2 separate regions of the Mus musculus genome follow, and region 2 is linked to region 1. Evidence: chromatin contacts called from public HiChIP or PLAC-seq data. All regions are on one chromosome and are shown on one strand. Each heading gives the region's core, a stretch centred on a gene start, on an enhancer-like site or on the middle of the called end of the contact. The rest is flanking DNA. Distances are from core to core; before and after follow the strand shown. Region 1 overlaps Snx29 (sorting nexin 29). Region 2 overlaps Snx29 (sorting nexin 29).

What was found. HiChIP or PLAC-seq counts read pairs in DNA pulled down with a chosen protein or histone mark.
Region 2: a contact with region 1 is called in an H3K27ac HiChIP or PLAC-seq map of microglia, with 2.5 times the contacts expected there. The contact joins two enhancer-like sites. A contact is called at or near these places in 1 of 15 datasets of contacts at CTCF or cohesin (the NIH/3T3 cell line), 4 of 484 Hi-C or Micro-C datasets (Th1 cells, cerebral cortex, forebrain and 1 more) and 3 of 115 datasets of contacts at active chromatin or transcription factors (CD8 T cells, microglia and stem cell-derived neural progenitor cells).

Annotation. Positions count from the first base shown.
Region 1 is chr16:11,460,048-11,467,268 of GRCm38.p6, forward strand. All of the region lies in intron 13 of Snx29 (sorting nexin 29), which reads left to right. Among named protein-coding and RNA genes, the nearest start is that of Gm32100, 120 kb to the right of the region's middle. Within about 2 kb of position 1,659, at least 193 of the 459 cell types and tissues checked have an H3K27ac peak or open chromatin away from gene starts, as enhancers often do. A contact at or near this core is called in cerebral cortex and microglia, where this site is marked.
Region 2 is chr16:11,546,209-11,553,024 of GRCm38.p6, forward strand. The region is part of intron 14 of Snx29 (sorting nexin 29); the gene reads left to right. Among named protein-coding and RNA genes, the nearest start is that of Gm32100, 34 kb to the right of the region's middle. Within about 2 kb of position 4,388, at least 12 of the 459 cell types and tissues checked have an H3K27ac peak or open chromatin away from gene starts, as enhancers often do. A contact at or near this core is called in cerebral cortex and microglia, where this site is marked.

The sequences.
Region 1 (7,221 bases), core at 409-2,908:
TTGAACTCAGGACCTCAGTGCTCTTACCCACTAAGCCATCTCACCAGCCCCTAAGATATGATTTCTTAACCAGGCAATGCACATCTGTAATCCTAGCACCAGGAGGCTCAGGCAGGAAGATTTTAAATTCTAGGCTAGCCTGGGCTATATAGTAAGTTTGATCAAACCCGAGCTATGTGGCAAGATCCCCTCTGAAAACAACAAAATCAAAAATCAAGTTGAATGGTTGAAAGCATTTGCTGTGTCACCTCAGCACTATGTTGCAGCAGTGCAAAGCAAATTAATACAATCTCTTTGCAATAGAGTCTTACTGTAGAGAACAGAGCAGGCTGTGAGTGGGCCTAGTTCACTGTGATTGCTAAAGCTGTGTGGCATGTCACAGTGTTTGCAGTAGTTTCCAGCCATGTGATGCTGAGTCTGCATCCACTTCCATGAGACAGTAGGTGACTCCTGAAGCAAAGATCCTTGTGTCACAGTTCTCTGTCCCTCTGTGTCTTTTCTGTGTGTAATCTCAGGAGTGGGATGCCATAGTCAAGGCATATGGTTGTAGTGGAACAAGCTGTATACCTTTCTTAGCGCACTAAGTAGGACATACTCCGGCCTGTGCTGGTACTGCCTGCTTCGCCTCTGTTTCACTCCTGCTCGTGAGTTTTAGAAGGTGGAGTTTGGTGAGATTCCCTCTGAGAAAGGAAGGTGGAGAGGCCAAACACTTGAACATTGCCTCTAGATCTGAAAATGTGCAAGTTTCTTCTCAAACAAAAGAGGCAGTGAGGCTCAATGGTGAGGGTCAGTGTGGGCTTTCCAGGCACGTCTCCATGGGGAACGTGGAGCATAGCGTGGCGGGAGGAGGGCGGAACGCCTTAGGCATTGCCCAAGCAACCTCAGGCAGTAGAGAAAGCCACGGGGTGTTTGCTGATTCTAAACTGTTCTCTTAGATTCAGGCTTTGTTGAGGGAGTGGAATTCTGGAGAGTGAGCAGGAAGTTGTATCTGTGTGAGCGTCTGCCTTTGGAAGCATGTGCTTACATTATGTGTGTGACCATCAGACCTTAGTACCCAGTGCAGGTAGGTGTTCCCCACAAAAGCTGTACCACCGTCTAGGCAGTTCATCAAGATATGAGAAGCCTACAGCAATTCCAGGAGGAGTGGGAGAGTTGGATCTGAAGTGTCTCTTTGCCCACACAAAAGTGCGGAAGCAAGAAGAGATAAACTCACTGGAACCAGGAGATACGAGCCAGCCCTCACTAACAGGTTATGCTTGTTGTGCACGGGGGAGGGAAGCTTGGTCACTGTTCATTAGTGTTTCATTGGGATGCCTTTCCTAATGGGAAGTCGGGAAGATCTAGAGGGTAGAATTAAACTTACAGAGCAGTGTGGAGGGATAACAGAGAGCCTGAAAAGGTGACCCATTGGGAGAGATATTGCTGCTACGGAAACTGTGAGAACGAGGAGCTGGAGGTTTTTGCTGTTGTCCACTGGGCTCTGCCTCTGCCCAGAGAGAAGGCAACATATGCAGCCTGCCTATTCACAGAAAGTAATTTTTCAAATCTTTCCAGTACAGTTTGGCTCACAAGGTGGTAATTTCTGTGTCACTGACATGAAGCCTGGGTCTTAAATATAGTCAGCATGTGAGTGCCCTGCAGGCAGTGACAGTGGCAGTATGACATCACTGCCAAGCCACTTCTTGTTATTTTGGAGCCAGAGTGAGCAACAGGAAGCTTGGCGGAGGGGAGATATTTTTGGCCACAGCAGCCATGTGGTTTAAAGAGAGACAACTGTCAGGTCTAGTGCTCGGGAATTTTGCAGACTTTGTGTGCTGCTAAGTTTGTATTCACAGGTTTGCATGAAGTGGAGCGGAGGCTCAGACATACTAGACTTGGCTCTACGCTAGCAGCCCTCAGAGGGTGCGGCCTGCTTTCTTTGGCGCAGATGGACGTTTCTTCAGATGCTTTTTCTTTACAAGATTCAAACTTAACCTCACCGAATGCTCAGCTCCAAGGCCAAAATCAACTTGGAGGGCCCAGAAAACTGCCTGCCTGGCTTTAAAAGTCCCAGTGAGCTACTTGGGAATGACAGGGTGTGTGTGTGTGTGTGTGTGTGTGTATGCGTGTGCATCTAGATGGTTCAGCAGGTAAACTTGCTCATGGCTAAGCCTGATGACCTGTTGAGGAAATGCTAAGGAATAACTTGGGGCTTGAGGTGCCCTCTTTTCTCCTGTGGGCTTTGTAACTTTCTAGTTCCCAGAGATCTGTGGCAGCATCAGCTGAGAGAGAGGGTCTAGCACTTGCTGCTGTCTGTAATTTATGAACTTTACGTTCACCTCATACTGCAAAGGGACCATAGCAATCTAGTTCTTGAAAGCCCTCCCCATGTGCTCTATGGCACAGGCATGTATCTCTCTCTCTCTCTCTCTCTCTCTCTCTCTCTCTCTCTCTCACACACACACACACACACACATGCACATACAACATATAAAATAATCAGTGTAATTTAAAAGAAACTCACACAGGGAATGTGGTGAATGTCTGTAATCCCAGCGCTTAGGAGACTGAGGTAGGAGAATTCTGACTTCAAGGCCAGCCTGGGCTATATAGATGAGACTCTGTCTCAGAAAACCAAGGACCGTGAAGAGTGCTTGCTCCTTGTGGGAGGCAGTAGTCTGCAGTGTAGAGAAACTTTACCTCGGAACCCAGCCTCCTGGATTCCTAGTGAGAGGGAACAAGGAGTTCTTCCACATGCACTGAGCACTTGGACACTCTCATGAGGCAATTCTCTTTTCCAGGTTGTCTGGGAAGGGCCTCTGCTGTACCCATGGTTTTCCTCATTGTTTCTTTGTCTTTCAGACTCCACAGAGCAGTGCTTCCTCCCCTCATTTTTTATGCTGCTCTTTTTGTTTTGTGTGGCACTTTTCATCTTGTCTGTTTCTACCTTTGTGTTCACACCCTAATCTGGTCAGGGGCTTTGTCTCAGGCATTGGGATGCAGGAGGAGTTTGTTGAATGAGTTAACATCTGAATATGTGTCCCTTGTGTGTTGTTCTACTGTTTCTGGCTTACATTTCAGGTCAGTTCATGGTCTAGGATAGCTGCTGAATTCCCTGATACTGTATCTGTCTTCAGGCCAAAGGAAGAGAATCAGAGGTGGGAAATGTGTCCCAGAGCTGGCATTTTAGCTCAGTGAAAGGTGCTGAACGTGAATGAGGCTCTGGGTTCAAATCTCAACAGAGCAAAAAAAGTGCTTCTTCCTCTTCCTCCTCCCCTTCCTCCTCCCTCCTCTCTCTCCTCTTCCTACCTCCTTTTCCTCTTAAAAATATTTACTTTTATTTTTTGTATATTTTCTTGAATATTATACAGAAAATAAAAGTAAATATGTGCACCATGTGAGTGCCTGGTGCCCAGTAAGGCAGAAGAGGGCATCAGATGCTCTGGAACTGGAGCTACAGAGAGTTGGAAATCACTCTGTGGATGTTGGGAACCAAACCTGAGTCCTACAGTGCAGCCAATGGTCTTAACCACTGACCCATCTCTCTAGCACCAAGTTCTTTGTGTTAAATTTAAAAAGTATTGTGTATGCATGCAGGTGTGTGTATACACTTGTGTATGTGCATGCATGTATGGGTATGCACACAGGCACATGTATGTATGTGCGTGCGTGTGTGTGTGTGTGTGTGTGTGTGTGTGTGTGTGTGTGTAAGAACACATGTGGAGGTCAGAGACCATCTTCCTGGAGTCAGTTATTTCCATCAACCATGTGATCCTGGATAGCAGTCATGGTTGCATGTGCCTGGTGATCCATTTCATTGACCTGTGTCGTCTTTTTTGAGGAGGTAGCAATTCTGTATACAGGTCTTCCCTTCTTAGAGTCCTGAGACTGACTGATGGGGTTACTGGTTTATGAGTAGAGAATGTCAGTCTAAATGAGAAGGGGATTTTGGTGGACAGTGATCTGCACCCTCTACAAGGCACATAGTGACCGCTCATGTGAAAGTTCACTTATTAGGGTTTTAGCTATGATGTAGAGCTGGGAATGGTGCTTGTTTGTTCTGTGTGGAAGATTGTTACCACAATGGCTGTCAGGGCTTCACAGTCAGCGTTGCGTTCACTTAGTGGCTTTGGACAAGTGAGCTTGCCTCAGTTTATTTATGTGCCAAAACAGGGTCTTGCTGTATACTCCAGGGAAATGTGTGATCTTGTGGCTTCAGCCTCCCAAGTGCTCAGATTACAAGTGTGTAGTACCATGCCCATCCTTGATGCTTTACATTTACAAAATAGGTACAGCAGTTAGAAAGAGTGTCACCCCTGGTTGGAAGCGAGGTGAGACACCAAAGGCCAGGAGGCTGGAGCTTAATGTGTAGTTGGTAAATAGGTAATATGTCACCCACAGTCTTCACTGCTCCCTTCACTCAAGGATGGTTTCTAGGTGCAAGGAAATTCTCCTAGAAGGCCAACAGGAGCATTCCAGACAGATAAGGACAGCCTGTGAGAAAGATAGAGGCACAAAAGAAGAGGCCATGCTGAAGCCATAGGTAGCTTCTATGACTCTAGCACAGAATGCTAAGTGCATCTGGGAAGTGAGGAGAGGGGCATGGGGACAGTTCCACAGGTCCTAGTGAAGGGTTGGGTGTGTGTTAGTCAGCTGTGACAGACACTAGAGAAAAGGAAGAAGGGAGATCTATCTTGGCTCCTGGTTTCAGTTTTGTCAATGGGGAATGGCCCCATTGCTTTGGATCCGAGATGGGTGAGAGACAGCAGAAGGCTGGGTACAAGGTATAATCTTTAGGGCCATGTAAAGTAGCCTGGCTTCTCTACCTAGCTCTTGTCTCCTGGTTTCCACCCCACACTGGGAGTGCCATCAGATTACAACTCTATATGAGAACCAGTCAGTGACTGAGCAGGGCAAAGCCTTCATGCTCTGCTCACTTCAGAAAAGCCCCAGACACACACCAGGAACGAAGCCTTCAGCAATGAGTTTTTTTTTTTAATTTTTTTAAAAGATTTTTTTTTTAAGATTTATTTATTTATTATATGTAAGTACACTGTAGCTGTCCTCAGACACTCCAGAAGAGGGCATCAGACTTCATTACGGATGGTTTGTGAGCCACCATGTGGTTGCTGGGATTTGAACTCGGGACCTTCGGGAGAGCAGTCGGTGCTCTTAACCACTGAGCCATCTCGCCAGCCCCAGCAATGAGTTTTATGAGGACTTTCATATCTAAACCGTGGTGGGATCTGGGTTTGTGGACAATGAGAATAGTAAAGGCCTTCAAGGAGGCATAACAGTGTTCTCATCTGATCTGAGCACAGGTCTCCCTCTATACATTCCTTGTCCTGAATGGAAGGAAGATAGTCTAAGGGTGGAAGTGGAGATGGAGTAGGAGGGTGAGTGACTCCCACTGGAGAGTCCTAACTTTAAACAGGATTGAAGCATTCCAGAGGATAGGGGTAGAACCAACAGCTTAATCCTGATTTGGGTTGTGTGGCTCTTGAATTAGGCTCTATCTCCCCAAAAGATCTGTTGTCTGTGTTAGATGCCTATGATCAAGATGTGAGTGAAGTGTTTGTATAGGGCTGGAAATAAGGGGCCAGCTCTTGCCCAGGTCTGCACTGGTGGCAGAGTGTATCCATAGGTACCTCAGGCCTTTGCTACCTAGGGCTGTGAAGTGTCAGGTCTTAGCACAGGAGTCAGTGCTACAACGTTAGACGCACAGACCCTGTGGCACGGTGTTATGGCCAAAATGGTGGCTGATGAGTGAGCACATCTTCTGCCATAGTTGTTCCCTTGTAATTGCTAAGGTCACAGTGTCAGGAGGCCCCAGGCTGTGAAGAAGTAGCTGTTTCCTGGGTCACTGGCTGGGCCTCAGCCTGTGATTTGTGTTAATTTGTGTAAATTGAGGCTAATTTATCTTGATTCCTTTATCTACAGGAGGAATTACCTGCCACATAAGAGATGTGATTGGAAAGGTTGGATGGAGGATGCTGCAGGGCAGACAATTTCCCTCCTTACTAATGGGCATGTGACTTTGGCTTCTAGAGGAGCGTGACCCAGGCCAAGATGACTTTTCTTGGCTACCTAGCTACTTGGCTCCTCTCCCTCTCCCTCTCCCTCTCCCTCTCCCTCTCCCTCTCCCTCTCCCTCTTCCCTCTCCTCCCTCTCCTCCCTCTCCTCTCCTCTCCTCTCCTCTCCTCTCCTCTCCTCTCCTCTCCTCTCCTCTCCTCTCCTCTCCTCTCCTCTCCTCTCCTCTCCTCTCCTCTCCTCTCCTCTCCTCTCCTCTCCTCTCATCTTTCTCTCTTTCTCTCTTATACCTGGAGAGTACTGGATGCTTGGTATTGAAACTAGGGCCTGCTCTCTTCTAAGGAGGTATATCCCTAGCCCCCAGAATTTAATATTTTTTCCTCCTGCTTGACTTTTTGTTGAGGACTGTCTCAAGCACATTCAGATGAGCTGGCCAACCAAACCTCTGTGACCCTGTCTGTTGTAACTGCCTTTACCTAACTTGCCATTGCTCTGACTTTGCCTGCTTTTTGTTTGTTTTTGTTTTTTTTGGGGGGGGGGCAGGGCTAGAGAACCACATTAGTTATTTTTGCATTTCTTTAGCCAAATCCCTGACAGAGAGCTTAAAAGCAGAAAGGCGTATTTAGGTTCGGGGAATTGTTGTGTGGCAGAGAGGAGTGGCAAACCAGCTCTGTCTGCTCAGCAAAGCCTGTGGCAGCGGCCAAGAAGCAGAGAACAACTGGGCTCGAACTTTCAGAGGCTGCCCCTGAAAGTTCCCTTCCAGCATCCTGGCTCTTCCTCTTAAAGATTCCATAGCTTTCCCAAAACAGCACCACCAGCTGGAAATAAAAATTCAGAACATGAGCTTGTGGGGAACTCTGCAGGTTCGAACCTAAAGAACAACCAAAGTTGTTGCCTTTAAATTATTGGTGATACATGAATTTTGAGACATGGTTTCATTAAATAGCTCTGGTTGTCCTGAAAGTCATCATGTAGACCAAATTGTCTTTGAACTCACAGAGATGTGGCTGCCTCTGCCTGCTGAGTACTGGGATTAAAGGTGTGTACCAACAAGCCTTGCTGAATGAGAAATGTTTTATTATACTTATTTATTTGCAGGTGTACATGTCATACGTGCATATGTGGTGCATACGTGTATGGTGGTGCATGCATGTGTGGTTCATACATGTATGGTGGTGCATGCATGTGTGGTGCAAATGTAGAGATCAGAGG
Region 2 (6,816 bases), core at 3,138-5,637, 89 kb after region 1:
CTTTATTTTTTCCTTGACCAAGTTATCATTGAGTAGAACATTGTTCAGCCTCCATGTGTATGTGGGCTTTCTGTTGTTTTTGTTTCTATTGAAGACAAGCCTTAATCTATAGTGATCTGATAGGAGACATGGAATTATTTCAATCTTATTATGTCTGTTGAGGTCTGTTTTGTGACCAATTATATGGTCAATTTTGGAGACAGTACCATGAGGTCCTAAGAAGAAGGTATATTCTTTTGATTTAAGATGAAATGTTCTATAGATATTTGTCATCCATTTGGTCCCTAACGTTTGTTAGTTTCACCGTGTTTCTCTTTAGTGTGTGTTTCCCTGATCTGCCCATTGATGAGAGTGGAGTGTTGAAGTCCCCCACAATTATTGTGTGAGGTGCAACGTGGTGTGCTTTTAGCTTTAGTAAAGTTTCTTTTATGAATGTGGGTACCCTTGTAGTTGGATCATAGGTGTTCAGAATTGAGAGTTCTTCTTCTACTTTTTTTTTTTTCCTTTTTCGAGACAGGGTTTCTTTGTGTATCCCTGGTTGTCCTGGAACTCACTCTGTAGACCAGGCTGGCATTAAACTCAGAAATCTGCCTGCCTCTGCCTCTCAAGTGCTGGGATTAAACGCATGTGCCACCACTGCCCGGCGAGAGTTCTCCTTTGTAGATTTTTTTTTTTTCCATTTATGAGCGTGAAGTGTTCTTCCTTATCTTTTTTGATGAGTTTTGGTTGAAAGTAAATTTTTATCCAGTATTCGAATGGCTACTCCAGCTTGTTTCTTGGGACCATTTGCTTAGAAAATTGTTTTCCAGCCTTTCATTCTGAGGTAGTGTCTGTCTTTGTCCCTGAGGTGGGTTTTCTGTATGCAGCAAAATGTTGGGTCCTGTTTATGTATCTAGTCTGTTAGTCTATGTCTTTTTACTGGGGAATTGAGTCCATTGATGTTAAGAGATATTAAGAATAGTGATTGTTGCTTCCTGTTATTTTTGATATTATTTTTTTGTTTGGTTGGTTGGCTTTCTTCTTTTGGGTTTATTGAAAGAAGATTACTTTCTTGCTTTTTCTAGGGTGTAGTTTTTCTTCTTGTGTTGGCGTTTTTCATCTATTATCCTTTGTAGGGCTGGATTTGTGGAAAGATATTGTGTAAATTTTGTTTTTTCATAGAATATCTTGGCTTCTCCATCTATGGTAATTGAGAGTTTTGCTGGGTATAGTAGTCTGGACTGGCATTTGTTTTCTCTTAGGATCTGTATGAGATCTGCCCAGGATTTTCTAGCTTTCATAGTCTCTGGTGAGAAGTCTATGTAATTCTGATAGGTCTGCCTTTACATGTTACTTGACCTTTTTCCCTTACTACTTTTAATATTTTTTCTTTGTTTAGTACATTGGGTGTTTTGATTATTATGTGACAGGGGGATTTCTTTTCTGGTCCAGTCTATTTGGAGATCTATAGACTTCTTGTATGTTTATGTGCATTTCTTTCTTTAGGGAAGTTTTCTTTTATAATTTTGTTGAAAATATTGACGGGCCCTTTAAGTTAAGAATCTTACTCTCTTGTATACCTATTATCCTTAGGTTTGGTCTTCTCATTGTGTCCTGCATTTAATGGATGTTTTGGGTTAGGAGCTTCTTGTATTTTCTTTGTTGTGTCAATGTTTTCTATGGTATCTTCTGCACCTGAGATTCTCTCTTCCATCTCCTGTATTCTGTTGGTGATGCTTGCATCTATGACTCTTGATCTCTTTCATAGGTTTTCTAACTCCAGGGTTGTCTCCCTTTGTGATTTCTTTTATGTTTCTATTTCCATTTTTAGATCCTGAATGGTTTTGTTCAGTTCCTTCACCTGTTTGTTTGTGTTTTCCTCTAATCCTTTAAGGGACTTTTATGTTTCCTCTTTAATGTCTTATAGCTGTTTACCTGTGTTCTCTTGTATCTTTAAGGGCGTTAGTTAAGTCCTTTTTAAAGTCCTCTATCATCGTCATGAGATGTGATTTTAAATCATAATCTTGCTTTTCTGGTGTGTTGGTTTAACCAGGGCTCGCTGTGGTGGGAGAACTGGTTTCTGATGATGCCAAATGTTCTTGGTTTCTGTTGCTTATGTTTTTGCCCTTGCCTTTCACAATCTCATTATCTCTGGTGTTACCTGGTCTTGCTGTCTCTGACTGTGGCTTGTCTCTCCTGCATGCCTCTGTGTCAGTAGTCCTGGGAAAAAACTTCTCTCTGGGAGGAATTTATATATGGAAAACTGTGGTATAGGGTTAGCTCTGGGGTGCAGACAGAAACCAGAAGGATCTTGTATCCAGCTGATCCTTGGTGTCTGTGTCCTGATGGCTCTGGGAGGGTCCTTCTTGGGCCATGAATTCGAAGAGATGTGGTAGTCTTATCTCCACTTATACAGGTTTGTTTGCACTCCTGGGAGACGGGTTGTCTCCTGGTGGTATTTGTGTATGTAGCTCTGTGGCACAGACAGAAACTGGAAGGCTCTTGTCCCAGGCTGTTCCTCAGTTCTTGTGTCCTGACAGTTCTGGACAGGTTTCTCTGAGCAGCAGTCATGGTCCTACCTGCTCTCACAGGCTTGTCTGCACTCCTGGGAGTCTAGCTCTCTTCCAGAGCCACCTGGTTCTGGAGCCCAGTGGCAGAGGACCTGCTCCAGGAACAGACAGAAACCAGAAGCTTCAATTCTTAATAATTAAACTGTATATTTGTTTTTATTCCTCTTTTTCTAAATATATCAACTGTTTTGCTTGTTCTCTTGGGTTTTAGAGTTGAATATTCAACCCCAGTTATTCCAATATTAATTAGTTTTTTATTTAGTTTTATTTTATGACATATCTTGTTATGTAGCATAGACTAGTCATGAACTCAACATTCTCCTTTGTCCTACTAAGTGTTGGGATTACAGGTGGATGCTATTGTGCTTGGGACATTTAAAAAATGTGCTACTTTAAAATTAGATACTTATGTTTTATATTTTTTATATCTTTTTATTTATGATACCATTTCTGTGCCTCTCTTGTGGCAAATATCTTTATCCTTAATTTTTCTGTGCAATTTTTAAACTAAGATCAGTTTTTTACTTTGCCTAATCAAATCTTGACTTTTTTGTGATTTATTCCATTTTCAGTATTTGTGAGTCCCTGCTTGCTTTTTTTAATGTCAAATTTTCATATTTTCTACATGACTTTTAAAATTAGATCAGATTTGAAAGATTAATCAGTATTTAATTGCAATTTTATAAACTACCTGAGTCCTTAAGAGAAATTTGATAGTTATTAAGCATAAGTGCTTGTCTGTCTGATCTATAGAATTCATTATTATAAACAAAACAAGACACTTGGCTTAATCTGGAGTAGAGAAGCCCTGCAAACAGCTCATATAATTTATATGAAAGGAGTATTTCATGATATAATATTTGATAAAATGTTTATCCAGATCACAAGGTGGATGACCAGGGTGCTGGTATTACAAGGATCCTGTCTGTCTTTGGATCTGTCTGTCTGTTTTAATTTTTCATGTTTGTCTTCATTTCTTTCTCCTTTTTTTTTTTTTTTTTTTTTTTTTTTTTGGTTTTTCTAGACAGGGTTTCTCTGTATAGTCCTGGCTGCCTGCTGTCCTGGAACTCACTCTGTAGACCAGGCTGGCCTCAAAAGAAAATTTGCCTGCCTCTGCCTCCCGAGTGCGGGGATCAAAGGCGTGCGCCACCACTGCCCGGCTTTCTCTCTCCTTCTACGTTGGCTGTTACTAATGAGTCTGCTTCCCTTCCTTAATTCAAATCCACGGTGGAAGAGGGAGGCTTCCTAACCAGTGTCAGTCCTGAAGTGTATGAGTTATAGGATGGCTCCACCTCTAGCTCACTTGGGAATCCGTAGCCCTGTTAGCCCTCATCTGTCAGGCCTTATTACATGTCTTCCCTGGAGCTGGGCTCACTTGGTTGTGGGAGAGTCAGTGATGTGACAAAACTGGGGACAAATGTTCCGGACAACAGTTAGATGGTTTCCTAAAAGCTCTGTAGCAGGAGAGTGGCTTGTGAGTGGTGGAGGAGGTGGAGGAAGCTGTCAGAGCTTTGGAAGCACCATCACTGCTGATCTCGGGTATTGCCGGTGTTGGTGTTGGTAGTGTGTACCTGACTTTTACCCTGGAAATGACCTCTCGCCTTCAGTGGTTACAGAGAGTTAGTCGACTAACCCCCTCAGGGGAGAGCATGGGTTCCAGGAGTTGTGTTATATCTGATTTTACTGGCTTTTGTTATTACTAGTGAGTCCAAACCAAACCTGGCTCAGCAGAAAATGAGGGCATTCTTCCCTTTTGATCGCCTCTGCACCAGCTGATCTTCTCACTCAGGGAGGAAGCAGACAGACATTAGTGTGTCAGTGTGACTGTGTGGGTGTCAGCTAAAAGCACCAAGAGAGGAGAAGCAGACTTGAGCAAGGCACACATGGATGCATATGCATGTAGAGGCCTACGGTGGATGGTGGGAACCATCTTTGATTGCTCTTCTACCTCAGGCACTGAGGCAGGGTCTGATTTGAATGCTTATAGTCTAGTCTTAGTAGCCAGCTTGCTCTGGGGACCCCCTACCACAGCTTTGTCTTCTAAGGCTGGTAGATTTAATGAAAAGAGTGTATCAAATAGTTATATTAACCTCCATATTTATTTCCTTGTTTGTTGGTGTTTTCTAGTTTGAGTGGTACTCTATATTTCTGAGAAAGGCTTTGCCAAGCTTAGAGTAAATGGCCATGTGATTAGGGCTTAGTGGGCTGAAGAGAAAGTTCATGGGCTAGGGAGGTAGCTCAGACATTAAGTTACAAAGGAAATCTTTCCGTGCTGTTGTGAGGTCCATAGGAAACCCAGTTGGCATGTGTATGTCCTAGTAGTGCAGAATCAGGCAGGCAAGTCCTTGGAGCTCACTCCAGCCACCCTAGCATACTTGGTAAGCTGTTTGGAAAAATCTTGTCTTTAAAAAAAAAAAAAGCAGCTAAGATGCCTGAGAAATGATAGCTAAGGTTGTTCTTCATATGCAGGTGCATATATGCACACAGCTCCCAGACACCCCTATACAAAGAAAATATATACATGCTTCTGATATGCTCAGGGATGCTAGTGCCCTACTTGAGTCCTTTACTTTGGCCAGACACATGTAGGGCATTAGACTAGATTGATAGCTATAGGGTTTAGTTATACTCGATCTCTTTAGAAGAGTCCACAGACTTGATTAAGGCCTGATTCTGGCTTTCCCAGAACCTGAGTGGGTTTATTTGATATCCATCACAGCAGGGTGCTTCTCTGTGAAACAGGAGAACCACTTTCCAGGTGTGCTGAAGAGTCAGGTGGGTTATGTAGGACACTATTAAGACTTTGTCACTGGGCAAGCCTGTTTCCAAGTCCACTGTTCTAGTAGGGTTCTCTATAGGATGAATGGTGAAAATCACTAATAGAACATTCTGGGGAACCCCTTTGGAAGATTCCAATTAGCAGGGGCTGGTTTGCTCACCAGCAGAACAGTTGGCTTTGAAGTCAACCTCAGGTGAAGTGGATAATGGGTATTTAATAACTATATTCTTTAAAAACCACACGTTGGGCTGAGGAGACAGCTTAATGGGTAAAATGTTTTCTGCGTAAGCATGAAGACCTGAGTTCAGATCCTCAGATCCCATGGAAAGCCAGGTGCTGTATCATGTATCCATAATTCAGCATTGCTACAGAGAGATGGGAGGTGGAGCTAGGATATCCCCCCAAATTACCAGACTTGCAAGCAAAAAGACATCCCATCTCAAAGGTGGAAACCAAGGACCAACACTCATGCTGTGAAACATGTATATGCCATGGCACTCAGACATCCAAACACACATGTGCACACACACACAAGATTCTTTAAAACCTACACCTCTTTGGCTCACCCTCTCACATCACACTTTCCCTTACCTTTCCTGCTATCTTAACCTTAGAGTAGTCTACTCAGTAGGGTAGGCTCTCATTCTTGGAAGAGGAGGGGTCTGTGAGACCCCAGGGGAGTACCAGCCCTGTCCCCTAACACCTTTCATATGTCCTGGGCACAGGCTTTATGAATGGAACATGGCAATACACTCTTGACATTCTTTTTTCTGTACCTTTGGTGCAGATATAATCAATCCTTTATGCATGCACATGTCTACTAATGTAGTTGCAGGCAAACAGGTTAAATGTCTGTTTTTCCTTCTGAACTTCATGCCCCCATGTGCCTGAGCTCAGACCCCTAGAGTGGGGCTGTCACAGGGCTTTTGTGGTCTGCTGGACTGGTTGTCTTCTTCGATCCCCTCTGAGCTCTTGTTGCAGCTGCCCTATACCTGCTGTCTGCTCTTGTACACCTAAAGTCTCTTTTCATGCTTGGGCATGTCACTCACTTCATGCAAGATTTCGCTAGTAGAGCACACTTCAGGCTGTTGGGGCACTTCTTTCTGTCTTTCTTAAAATTTATTTATTTTTTATGTATGTGAGTACACTGTCACTGTCTTCAGACACACCAGAAGAGGGCATTGGATCCCATTACAGACAGTTGTGAGCCACCATTCGGTTGCTAGGAATTGAACTCAAGACCTCTGGAAGAGCAGTCAGTGCTCTTAACTGCTGAGCCATCTCTCCAGCCCTCTTGTCCTCTTGTAAAGGCAGTTTTCATTGACTCTTGGGCTTGTTTAGAGTTCTTTAAAATTTTTTAAATCACATATATTTATTCATTCTTGTGAGGGGATGTCAGATCATGGATGTAGAGGTCAGAGGACACTCTGCAGGATGTGGTTTTCTGCTCTACTGTGTGGGTCCCAGGAACTGAACTCAGGGCATCAG